2 separate regions of the Sus scrofa genome follow, and region 1 is linked to region 2. The links are chromatin contacts, called in public HiChIP or PLAC-seq maps. All regions are on one chromosome and are shown on one strand. The core of a region is the stretch at or near the end of the contact, and the rest is flanking DNA. Distances in the headings are between cores, read along the strand shown.

Evidence for each region. HiChIP or PLAC-seq counts read pairs in DNA pulled down with a chosen protein or histone mark.
Region 1: a contact with region 2 is called in an H3K27ac HiChIP or PLAC-seq map of skeletal muscle. The contact joins the promoter of PRPF40A here to the promoter of FMNL2 in region 2. A contact is called at or near these places in 1 of 5 promoter capture datasets (fetal liver) and 1 of 2 datasets of contacts at active chromatin or transcription factors (skeletal muscle).

Annotation. Positions count from the first base shown.
Region 1 is chr15:60,437,585-60,443,281 of Sscrofa11.1, forward strand. PRPF40A (pre-mRNA processing factor 40 homolog A) reads right to left here and starts at 1,796. Exons shown (of 26, transcript NM_001244573.1): 1 at 1,623-1,796; 2 at 355-486. The coding sequence starts at 1,787. It overlaps ARL6IP6 (ADP-ribosylation factor-like protein 6-interacting protein 6), which reads left to right and starts at 2,004. Exons shown (of 4, transcript XM_001926700.7): 1 at 2,004-3,451; 2 at 5,170-5,223. The coding sequence starts at 3,055.
Region 2 is chr15:60,051,136-60,057,304 of Sscrofa11.1, forward strand. It overlaps FMNL2 (formin-like protein 2), which reads left to right and starts at 3,165. Exons shown (of 28, transcript XM_005671848.3): 1 at 3,165-3,281. The coding sequence starts at 3,165.

The DNA.
Region 1 (5,697 bases), core at 546-3,045, 390 kb after region 2:
CCACCAATATAAATTACATTGACATAGTATATTTACTTCAACTGACATACTTGGAGGGGAAAAGTAATTAAACTAAAAAGCCTAGGTATACATTGCTACTTTCAAATTAAACAAAACAAAAACAACTCAGCTTTGTTGCTTCAGAAAGTTAACCTCTCATACAGAAGACTTTCCATTACAAACAAATTTGGTAAATGACACAATTCCACATTTCACTTATTTGAAAATATTATTTTGGCATAAACTAAAACTCAAAACAGCTGCAAATATTGACCCAGATTTTGAATTTTGACACAAGAACACCAGAGGTAAAAAGTAAACAAATAAATACATAGTAAAACAAAACATTCTTACTTGTCCCATTGGTGGCCCTCCCATAGGGGGCATCATTTGCGGCATCATTCCATGAGGTACAGGAGGCATATTCGCTCTCTGACCCATAGGGTGCATTCCCATTGGGGCATAATGCATGCTAGGGTGCCCCATCTGAAAAAAAAAAAAAAAAAGAAAAAAAAAAAAAAGGAAAATTTACAAATTAGCAAAGACCGATAAATGCATCTCAAAAATTAACGAAGACTAATAAATGCTTCTCAAAAATCTGACTTCAACAAGTCAGTTATGCGCATAACATTATATTTGTCTAATATGTGACTAAACTATTGATTCAACATTTACTTTCTGGTCTTAAATCTGCAACTTAGCAAATTTCAGAAAGTGGAAAAAATTAAAATCATTACTGGATACCTAATTCATTTTTTAAAACATGATGATTTAATCAATTACTAAATGGCTTGCTAAAGTGAGAGAATACAGTTTAAACGCCAGCCTAAAAACTATCATGGTGAAAACCACAGCTTTGTCCTACTTCACAGATATAAGACAGCTTATTTTTATTTTATTGCGCCATTTATCCTTACTTTCTACATTGATTTTAAACTTTAAAATGCCGAAGTTACCAAATTAACTCAGATAAGGGCTACCCTTATAAAACACCAACAGTATGGATCCTCAGGAACACTTCACTCTTAATACATAAACATACTACTTACAACAGAATCTTTGAGAAAAATTACTTATGCCAAAAAAAAAAAAAAATCCCAAAGACCGAGGTCTGTCATTCATAGATACTAAAGTAAATAACTAATTCATCCATCTTAACGAGCTCCTATAAAAAGACAACTACTTTCTTTACCTGTGTCTTCATTGTTCCAGGCCTTAAAACCAGGTAACTATCTCCTGCCAATTCTCCCAGCTGTCCTCCCGCTACGGACACCACTAACACAGGTGAAGAAATTCTGGCAGCCTGTTTTAGACTCTACAGAATCAAATCTCCGCCTCCCCAACACGGCTAAGTCAGGCCTACCTCTCCAAAACGCTCACCCCGCCCGCGACCAGCACAACCAACGCGCAACTGCCTAGGCCAAACCCACCAGCAACTTCCAGGGTCCCACTTCCTTTTCTTTGTGCACCCCCGCCCTCCATTTCTCTCCCCCGGAACATATCCCACCATCTCGAGCTCTTCCTTCGTCCACTCTCATCTTCTTCTCCTTTGGGAGAAAGCTTCCTCTCTCTCTGACTCCGTTTTCATTGTGCCGCTTTCCCCTGCCCCACCGATCCCTTACCGAGGGCCGTCTCCTCAGGAAGCCGTCAGCAGAGACCCAAGAGCTGGAGCAGAGGCTTGAGCCGGACAATCTCCGCTCCCCGTCCCCGGGACCCCGCGAGGGAGGATGGCTCTCCATTTCACTCACCATGAGGCCTCCTCGCTCAGCTCCCGTCCCCGGCCTCATCGTCGGGCTCAGACTGCTCCGCCGGCGGCCACTGCCGCTACACATACCAACAAGAAGCGATCTGAGTGGCTGGAGCCCACTGGGGCCAAAGGTTAAAGGCTGCCCTGCGCTACGGGGCGGAACCAGCGGGGCCAATAAGCTGACAGGCTTCTCCGCTGTCCAATCAGACTGCGCTGCCGACACGCAGCTCTTCGGCGATTCGCTCCCAACCTCAGCCTCACTCGGCGTCGCCTGCATGGAGGGGGGAGGGGGACGGAGGAAGTTTCTGTTGCAAGTCCTCTTGGGGAAAAACTCCAGTAACTTACCCCAGGGAAGGGAAGACGTCTGTGTCTCAGCCTCCCGAGCTTAGTTCGCCTCACCCCGAAGGGGGTGGGGCAGTGGGGTTCTGCCACCTTCACCCCCCGCCCGAGTTACGTACGCCCCCACAAACCTGAGGCCGCCTGGGGTGGGGTGGGGTGGTAGGGTGGGGTGGGATGGTAGGGTGGGGGTGGGGGTGGGGAAAGCTTCTAGCGTTAGCGGTGGCCGGATACGCGCGCGCGCGCGCGCGCGGGGGGCGGATCGAGTTGGAGGGAGGGGGCGAAGAAGGCTAGAGGAGGGGTCTTGAGAAGGTTCGATCTCCGTAAGATCCAACTGGGGAGCGGGCGCCGGGATAGGGGAGTGAGGGGAGCCGGAGGCGTGCCAAGCTGCGTGGTGGGAAGTTGTAGTGGGGCGGGGAGAACAAAACGTAAGGGAAGGAGGAATGGGCTGTTAAGGGAGGTGAGGGTGCGGGGTGGTGAACTGCCGTGGAGGGAAGCGGGGGTGGAGGTAGGAGCGAGTGTAAGGCGTAAAAGTGAGAAAACAAATTGAGTCGGTAATGTGTATTAGGGCGCATGGCGGGCGCTAGGACCGGGTGCCACGAAGGTGCGACTTTGGGGCTGCCGGGCCGCGCTCTTGCTTAGAGGCGACGCTGCGATGGCCGAGGTCTCAGGGCGAGACGAACCTGTGCAGGGATAGGGGACTTGACTGCCTTCGGCCTCTTCTTTCCTCCCCTCTGCGCTCTTCTCTGCTCGCCTTCCCTCCTACAGCTTGAGGGTAGTACCCTGATCCTGGGACGCCCAGCCTCTCCAACTCCACAGCACCTTACCCGCCCAGCCGCCCACCCTTGCGCACCCCTGCGCGCCTCTGTCTGGTGGTTTAGGCCGGGGGGGGGCCGTTGATTGGCTGCTGGGACCGCGGGGAGGGGCTGGTGAACAACGCTCGCTCTCTGGGCCTCACTGTCTTTCCCGCCATGTCGTTCGTGGAGAGCGGGAGGCGCCCGGCCCCTCTGCGCCGTCGTCCGGGTACCCCTGTCCCGTTCGCTCGGCCGGCATTTTCCGCTTCCACTCAGGGAGACAGCTGGGGTGAGGGTGAAGTCGATGAGGAGGAGGGATGCGACCGAGTAGCCCGTGACCTGCGAGCGGAATTCTCGGCCAGGGCGTCGCCCGAACCTAGAAAGGACTCGCTCCTCCGGCCAGATGGGGACGGGTCTTCCCTCCTGGCGGATAAGCGGAATGGCATCTTGGCGGATGCGGGCGGTCGAACCCGAGCTCGGCGCTGGCCGGTCCAGGTCCTCTCAATTCTCTGTTCGCTGCTGTTCGCCATCCTCCTTGCCTTCCTCCTCGCCATCACCTACCTGATCGTAAAAGGTACTGAAGTCCAGAAACTGTATAGTTTTTTAAGCTGAGGTTGGACGTGGCTCTCGGCTTCAGCTCCTTCTCCCTATCAAAGGCCACCAAGCTGTAGCGACTTCCATCCAGAGTCCTCATCCGCATTTTTTGGCCTTCCCGTTTTGTTTTCTTTTTCTTAAAGGTGGAAGACCTTGGTCTGTGGTCAGGAGACCTATTTTAAGAAAGGGTCTTCATTAAGTGGGTAGTCATGAAAAAGAGAAAAAGTATCTTAAAGTCAGTGAACACTTGGGGTAAAACCTTAGCAAACTTAAGCAAAATTCAAGACAACCATCATTAAAGGAAGACGGTGAAAAGTGTAATTAAAGTAGGCTATGCAAGTTCAAAGACTTTAATCTGCAAATGATTAAAGATGTGTGTAATACACTGATTCCTCTGTACACTTAAGGAATTCCTGAAGGACAAGGATTTGCATCCTACAACCCAAATTTCTCTTGTATAGATAAAATTAGTACCTCTCGGTTTCGTCTTAGGTTTGCACCCAGTGTAGTGGTAAAGTTCTGTTGCGGGATCTTGAGTCTGTTTTTTCTCCGATTGATAGTTTTATTTCCCGGTGTCTTAAGTTGAAATATTGGCCAGATTGGAACAGATGTGCCTTGAAAGGTTTTCCACAGCTTATATGAATATATTATGTGGTTAGGTAATTTATATTGCAGTGGAAGGAATCAGACCTGAGTTTAAATCTCAGTTCTCACTGATGTGTGACTTTGGCTAAGTTACTGAAAAAGAAAAAAACAAAACTACCTTAGTATGAAAAGCATCCAACGCATTGTTATCCGAGTCAGTTTAATTCAAGTTTTTATTTTTCCTCATTGCTTCCAAGCCCCTTGTGGGCTGCAGGTGCATGTAGCAGATTACCATGCTGGATTTTCATAGAGAAGACTAATTGGCAAGTTAATTATGAGTTTTACCTCTTCAAACAATAGTATTGGGTGTAAACTCAATGTCAAACTTTGACAATGTTTCATTCCTCTATCCCTTCTCTCCTGCATTTTTTCCAAAGCAACTCAGAGTTTTGTCTTTTAGGCAATTTCTTTCTTTCTTGCACTGAGAGATTCTTTGTTCATAAAGTCATAAAACTGGATAAGTGGAAGTCCACTGCAGAAGACATTGAGCTGTGCCTATTTTGGAGAATGGAGAAAGGAGCTGAGGCAAAACGAAGTAATCTGAATTACATAAAATGTCTTCACAACATTCCTAGGGAATAAAAATTCCCATGTTTTATGTACATGTCAGTTGATTCACAGAAACATCTTATTTGCTTACTGAAGGTCACATAGCTAGTAAATGATATCAGAATTTGAACCCAGTTGTCTCAGACTCCAAAGAAAGCACTTTCCGCAGTTCCACAATGTCTTTCTAGCCTTTGAATTACTGTTCAAAGTACAGAATCTTTTTTTTTTTTTTTTTTTTTTTGTCTTTTTGCCATTTCTTGGGCCACTCCTGCGGGTCAGATCAGAGCTGTAGCTGCCAGCCTACCTCAGAGCCACAGCAACGTGGGATCCGAGCCACGTCTGCAACCTATAGGGCAGGGTCACGGCAACGCCGGATCCTTAACCACTGAGCAAGGGCAGGGATCGAACCCGCAACCTCATGGTTCTTGGTCGGATTTGTTAACCACTGAGCCATGACAGGAACTCCAGAATCATTTTTTACCAAAGCCCTTTTTGTATTTACAGAGTTACATGCTGAGAATTTGAAGAATGAAGATGATGTTCATACTGGGCTGTTAGGTATGGACTTTATTGTCATTTGATTTGATTTCTAGGTCATGTTTAAACTGTACAAAATTTTGGGTAAAATATCTACTATATTCACTTGTACAGTTGATTGTCTTAATCTTTCATTTGCATACATGTGTGGTAAATTGTATTAGATTTTCTTTGTATATATGTATGGGTGTATACTACACACACTAGGAATATATTTTTAACACTACTGTATGTAACAAAGACCCAGAGAATCTTAACATTTTTTAGTTGCCTTTTAGAAAAGACTCTTTACACTTCCAAGAAATTTAAAAAAAAGTAAATAGGAAACATTCCCTCACAAACTTAGCAAAGATAACTTCTTTAGCAGACATCAGGAGAAATTTAAGTTCTAATCTCCTTATAAGCGTCTTAGTTTTTTAAAAATGTAAAAAATACTGGGCATATTTAACACAGGTTAATCATAACAGGAAGAGTCAGAAATTAATGTCTGTAGAA
Region 2 (6,169 bases), core at 1,915-4,414:
ATAGCAAATCATATGTGTTAATGATCAGAACATGGAATACATATTTAAAAACAATAAACTGATTTTAATTTTGTGGAGAGGGAGCAACAGGGCTACAATGAAAGGAATAGACATGTCTTCTTTCTCTCTCTTCACGCAAATATTTTACTGAGATTTTGGTAGAAATTCCTAGAGAAACTAACATAATGAATGTTTTATTTTTGCACTAATAATAGTCATAAATATAACCAAATATTAGAGATTGCAAACCTTGAAATGGCAGAGAAGTTCATTTCATTCATGGATTTGCACACATTGTCCTTGGCTGCTCTCAAAGTGTGAGATTATGAGAGAGACTTGATGTGATAAGACTTAAGGGGAGAAAAAGGTCCTGGTCACTGCAGAAATATGGCCAGAGGGAGCCATTAAATGTAATTTTAAAAAAGGATTTCTCAACTGAAGAAAAGAATTTTAGCTTTTCCATCCAGATGGGCAACCTTCTGGGTGGGCTGATTTTGTGAGTCAATCAGACCCAAAGTGTATGTCTAGAGATTACAAAGAAAATAAATACATTTGTGGGTCAGAAATGTCTCATTTGGTCTGAACTAACTGCTTTTCTTTCTCACTCATTTGCACTAGTTGGAGTGTGTGTGTGTGTGTGTGTCCCTGTTCTTTTCTTGATTGGTATTACATTTACTATTACTTTGGATGCAGTGTAATTTTAGAAATACAGATTGAATTTATTCAGATTTTAAAATTGAATTTATTTATACTCACTCCCTTCTTTAAAACACTATAGGTGGTTTAGTCAAGAGACCATACACAAACAAGACGTATTTGTGTGTGTATTTACTCCATAGGCTTTTATTAAAAATCACTTGTCAGGAGTTCCCATCGTGGCTCAGAGGTTAACGAATCCGACTAGGAACCATGAAGTTGAGGGTTCGATCCCTGGCCTTACTCAGTGGGTTAAGGATCTGATGTTCCCATGAGCTGTGGTGTAGGTCACAGACATGGCTCGGATATAGCATTGCTGCAGCTGTGGCATAGGCCAGCGGCTACAGCTCCGATTAGACCCCTAGCCTGGGAACCTCTATATACTATGGGAGCAGCGCTAGAAAAGGGAAAAAAAAAAATTACTTGTCAATTCAACAAATAGTCATTGAACATCTACTGTGCTCAAGGCATCTTGGTATTTATAAAGTGGAATAAAAGCTGGCCCTTGGTGCTTGAGTCTTCGTGTGTAACCTCATACAGAAGCAGTGACTTTTTAACAAAAGAGTAACAATTCTGGTTTCATATCAGAACCACCTGGGGAGCTTGTTAAACATACACCTGCCCAGGCCCCAGCTCTCAGCTTAGAGGAATTCTGACAATAGTCAAGGCCCATCGTGTGTGCAGTTTTAACAAGAAGCTCCCCATAAGAATCTGATACACAAACTAGGATTAAGAAACACTGCTTTGGAGTTCCCGTCGTGGAGCAGTAGTTAACGAATCCGACTAGGAACCATGAGGTTGCGGGTTCAATCCCTGGCCTTGCGCAGTGGGTTAAGGATCCAGGTTGCCTGTGAGCTGTGGTGTAGGTTGCAGACGCGGCTCAGATCCCACGTTGCTGTGGCTCTGGTGTAGGCTGGTGACTACAGCTCTGATTCGACCCCTAGCCTGGGAACCTTCCTATGTCGCAGGAAGTGGCCCTAGAAAAGACAAAAAGACACACACACACAAAAGAAACACTGCTTTAAGCTAAGAGAGGACTAATTGCTGGAGTTCAGCCACAAGTCAACCAGGTGGATGGCCCTTGAAATCCACAAAGTGAGCAGCTGGCTCAAGTCGGTTATAAGGCTATTTCTCTCTATTCCCACTGCTTCAGAATGGATCCTTAGAGTCTGAAAAGCACCCCAGAGGCTAGACTCTATCTTCTATGTAAAACACCTGGAACAAGAATGTTCTAAAGGAATAACTACAACCAAAGACCATCTCCAAAGCCTCCCCAAACACTTTATTCTTATTTCTGTCTCACACAACGTATGGTTATTTGTGTAAATTTTCTCTTTCCACCAGATAGGAAAGTATTCCAGAGCAAGAGCAAATTCTCTTTTGTTCTCTAGCTAAGGAACACAGTAACCCACACATAATAGCTATTTGGTAAGTGTTTGTTTTGAATTGAATTGAATCCTTCTCATCCAAATCGTGGGGTCTGACCATATATACCTATATCCGTTGTGGATAGTTATAAATATCCATCAAGGCATATATTTATTAATATTTCAAACGCACAAAAGAATAGCTAATATACATACGGAAGAAAACACCCACGGGCCCACATTCCAGTTTATGATGTAGGAAGTTGCCAATACCTTTGAGATCTCCTGTTGAACTAGATCCTCTTGAAGAGCTCTTGAAATTTAAATCGGAATGCGTGCATTCAATTACTGACTGGCCCAGTCATTCATTTGCCAAATGGACCTACTAAGTGTCAGAATCGATGTAGACAAGACATCTGACAACGGTCATTTCTTCTATTGAAGTGAGCGGGTGTCAAAAGTGACAAACTCTTTCCAGAGGTGTACATACAGATTGCCTTTGCTGCAGGCGGTCCTAACCCCGCCTGGGCCCCTAGAGCGGGCGTAGTTCCTGAGTGCGGACACTTGGGGCAGAAACTACGCGTCCCGGCAGTCCGCGGGGCGAGTGGGCGGAGCCGGGCCGGGGGCGGGGGCCGGGCTAGAGGGGGCATTGTGTCGGGAGCGCGGAGCTGCATTTGTCTGCTCGAGGTGCTGGCAGAGAGAGCGTAGTGTTCGCCGGCATAGAGCTAGAAGTGTCAGCGGCGGCCCCGGCCCGGGCCCTGGCTGGAGACCGACTCGGAGCAACCACGCGCCCACTGGCAGAGGGCGGCGTGCCCGCGGTGCAACATGCAGATAGGCGCCCGGCGCCCTGACGACCCCTCCCGAGAAAAGGAGGCCGGGGCGGCGCTGGGGCGGCGGGGAGCATGAGGGAGGCTGGGGGGCGGCTCGGCTCGGAACGCTGCTAGGGAGCGGCGCGCGCCGCACACTCGCCGGGGCGCAGCGGAGGGCGGGGAGCCGGGCAGGTCGCGCCAGCGGGCGGGAGCCGGCTGCCCGGAGCTGTTCTGATTTCCGACGCTGACGCAAGGGGCCCGGAGTAGCCCCCGGCCCCGGCGTGCAGCCAACATGGGCAATGCTGGGAGCATGGATTCGCAGCAGACCGATTTCAGGGCGCACAACGTACCTTTGAAGCTGCCGATGCCCGAACCAGGTGAACTGGAGGAGCGATTTGCCATCGTGCTGGTGAGTGCGCAGCTGTGGTTGGGAGCAGGGCACCCGGGCCCCCGGCTGGGCGGTGCAGGTGACCCCCGCCCCTTTCCTTTCTCTCCTCGCCGGGAGTGAGCCCCTGTCCCGAGGGGGAGGTGCCCCCCTCCCCCATTGTGGCCTCCGCTGCCTCTTCTCCGCCCTCCTTCGAGCCCCTCCGCGCTCAGACTTCTTGGGGTCCCAGGATGGGGTCGGGGACTCGGGGTTGGCTGCCTAGCCGGCCCCGAAGCCATTGTCTGGCGGGAGAGGCACCTCGCAGCGTGTGTGTCCGGGAGGTGCGGTGTGGGCGTGAAGGGAAGGTGGCGCGGGCCGGGGAGGAGGGGGCGGCGAGCTGCTAAGGCTTTTTGTCTAAGAAGAAGAAGAAGGAAAAAAAAAAAAAAAATCCGGCAGACCCGGAGTCCCCGTAGATGTTCCGGCGGGCGCCCAGACCCGGCCCTGCGGGCTCCGGGACAGATGCGCATGTGGCTGGCCTCGGGCGCCGCGCGGTGAGCGAAAGCGAACTTGGGAGGCGGACGTAGCTGCTTGGCCGAGGGGCGCTCCCCCCAAAAGGGAAGGAGGAGACCCGCGGCAGTGCGGCGCCCCAGTCCCTAAGCGAGAAGGGGGACGTCTGAAACCCATTCGAGAGAGAAGCTTCGCCTCAGCGCGTTCCTTTTAGTCTTAAATCTTAAAACCACAAAAATGTGTAGTTTTGCGGGGACGTGTTGCGAGCTGTCTTGACTCCGGGGACGACCCCTCCCCTCCCCCAGCACACCCAGACAAATCTCTGGCTCCCTTCTGAAATCAGCTGCTCCTAGCTTCCCAGCTTCTAAATCTAAGACACTGACGACTCCCTTCTCTCTTTCCTGCTGGGTCTAAGTTTCTTGGGCCCCTCCCAGCTAGGGCTTGTCAGCGCTGCGAGCCCAGGAGGGTGTGGCGGCCTCCCCCTCGCCTGAGTCGGAGTCTGTACTACAGTTGGTACCAAGATTTCAAATTGTAGTGTCCCAGTCTCTCTTAAGGGGCGTTGAGGGGCAGGGGGGAAACGGGCAAGATCGGACACGTTCCTAATACTTTCACTTGTATATTTCCCTTTTCCTAGCTAGTTATCTTTACATTCTGCAATGTTAGGCAGCAAGAGAAACTTGTGTTTAAGGCAGTGGAATTTTGAGTCGGCCTGCGGGGTTTTGGCATGTAACCTCACAACTTTGAGAAACGACCGGAGTCTGAACTCTGGGACGTTAAAATTGCCTTTCTTTAGGCCTTTAAAAGGGACTGCTTTGATATGGGGAGTAGTGTTTTGGATGTTAAGTTGGCTCTGTGCTTTTTGGAAGAAGAGGCCACGAGCTTTTTCACGCCACCTGGAAACTCTGGTGTGGAGATAAATGAGGCTGCCTGCCTTGCGTTGCATCTTCTGTGATCTCCCCCAGCTGCTCCCACTGTTGTGCAGAGTGAGACACTCTGAAATGAAACAGCATAGGCTTAATTACTTCTCAAGGCAGCCTGGATGCATACTTGACCTGTCTTTCAAAATCCTCTTCCTACCAGACGGCAGGGTTCTTACCTCCTAGCTCTGGGTTTTCTGTTTGTCAGCCCACGATGTGTGTGTTTGTGTGTATGTGTGTACTCTTGAAGTGTGAGGACCAGTGATAACAGGAAAACCAGATAATAACAATAATGCAATTAAGTTCTCAACTGGGATAGCCTGGTTTGCATGAGCTATCAGTTACCCTGCTGATTAATAACACCTGGTATGAATTAATCTTTAGACAAATAATGTCCCATCATTAACATGGTGGATTTGCGTTACTTTTAAGTCTAGGAGTATTTATTTATATATATAATATACATATTATATATTTAGTATGTAGAAATTCATGATTCTACATCACAAGCTGTGTGTGGGGGCAATGATTGGTTGTGTGGCTTCTTTTACTGTGTGTCACGCACAATTACTGGACATGGTTCCTTTCTTAATTGTTTACAATATTGTAAGCCTTTCAAAATCAAAAAACACCAGGCTGACCTTTTTGGGATTGAGACAAAGCTTTAGGAAAAGTCTCAGCTTGAGGGCCCTCTTGTTAGGAATCCACTGGGACCATTGATGTAATGTTTAATGTAACTCTCCGTAGTTGACTCCAGCTGCTCTTTGGAAGCCTACAAGAAGAGTTAAAAGGAATCATCTTTATGGGCTGATAAAAGTAGAGTTATGATGACTTCTCTTGTCAGGTTTTTTTTTTTTTTCTGAAGTTGTACATGTGATGCTCTCAACTGTGCTTTTCTTCATGAGTTGCTTAAGAAATCAGCTCAAACCACTTAATTCTGGAGATAAGCTTAAAGGACAGATAATATATATAGGTGGTAACATTTAAAGTGTATACCTGGAGGAATTCTCTGTCCTGAGACAAAGGGAATCGTGGGGGTATTATTGATACTAGTTTTATTTTCCTATATGGTAAAGATCATATATGTGTTTTGGGAGGAAAATAGGGTGGTAATACTGTACACAAAAGTATACAAGCGCTTCCTTGCATCTATGGCAATAATTACAGCCATTTCAGGTATGGAAAACAATTCCTCTCACCCCCAAACTCTGCAGTATTTAAAGTGTTGAGGAAGAGTAAATAAAAGTTTAAATGACAGAAATCCATCTATCTCTGGAAAATCTTTTTTTTTTTTTTTTGCTTTTGAGGGGCCATACCCGAGGCATTTGGAAATTTCCAGGCTAGGAGGTCTAATCAGAGCTACAGCTGCTGGCCTATGCTAGAGCCACAGCAACTCAGGATCCGAGCCACATCTGTAACCTATACCACAGCTCATGGCATGGCTGGATCCTTAATCCGCTGAGCGAGGCCAGGGATTGAACCCGCAACCTCATGGTTCCTAGTCGAATT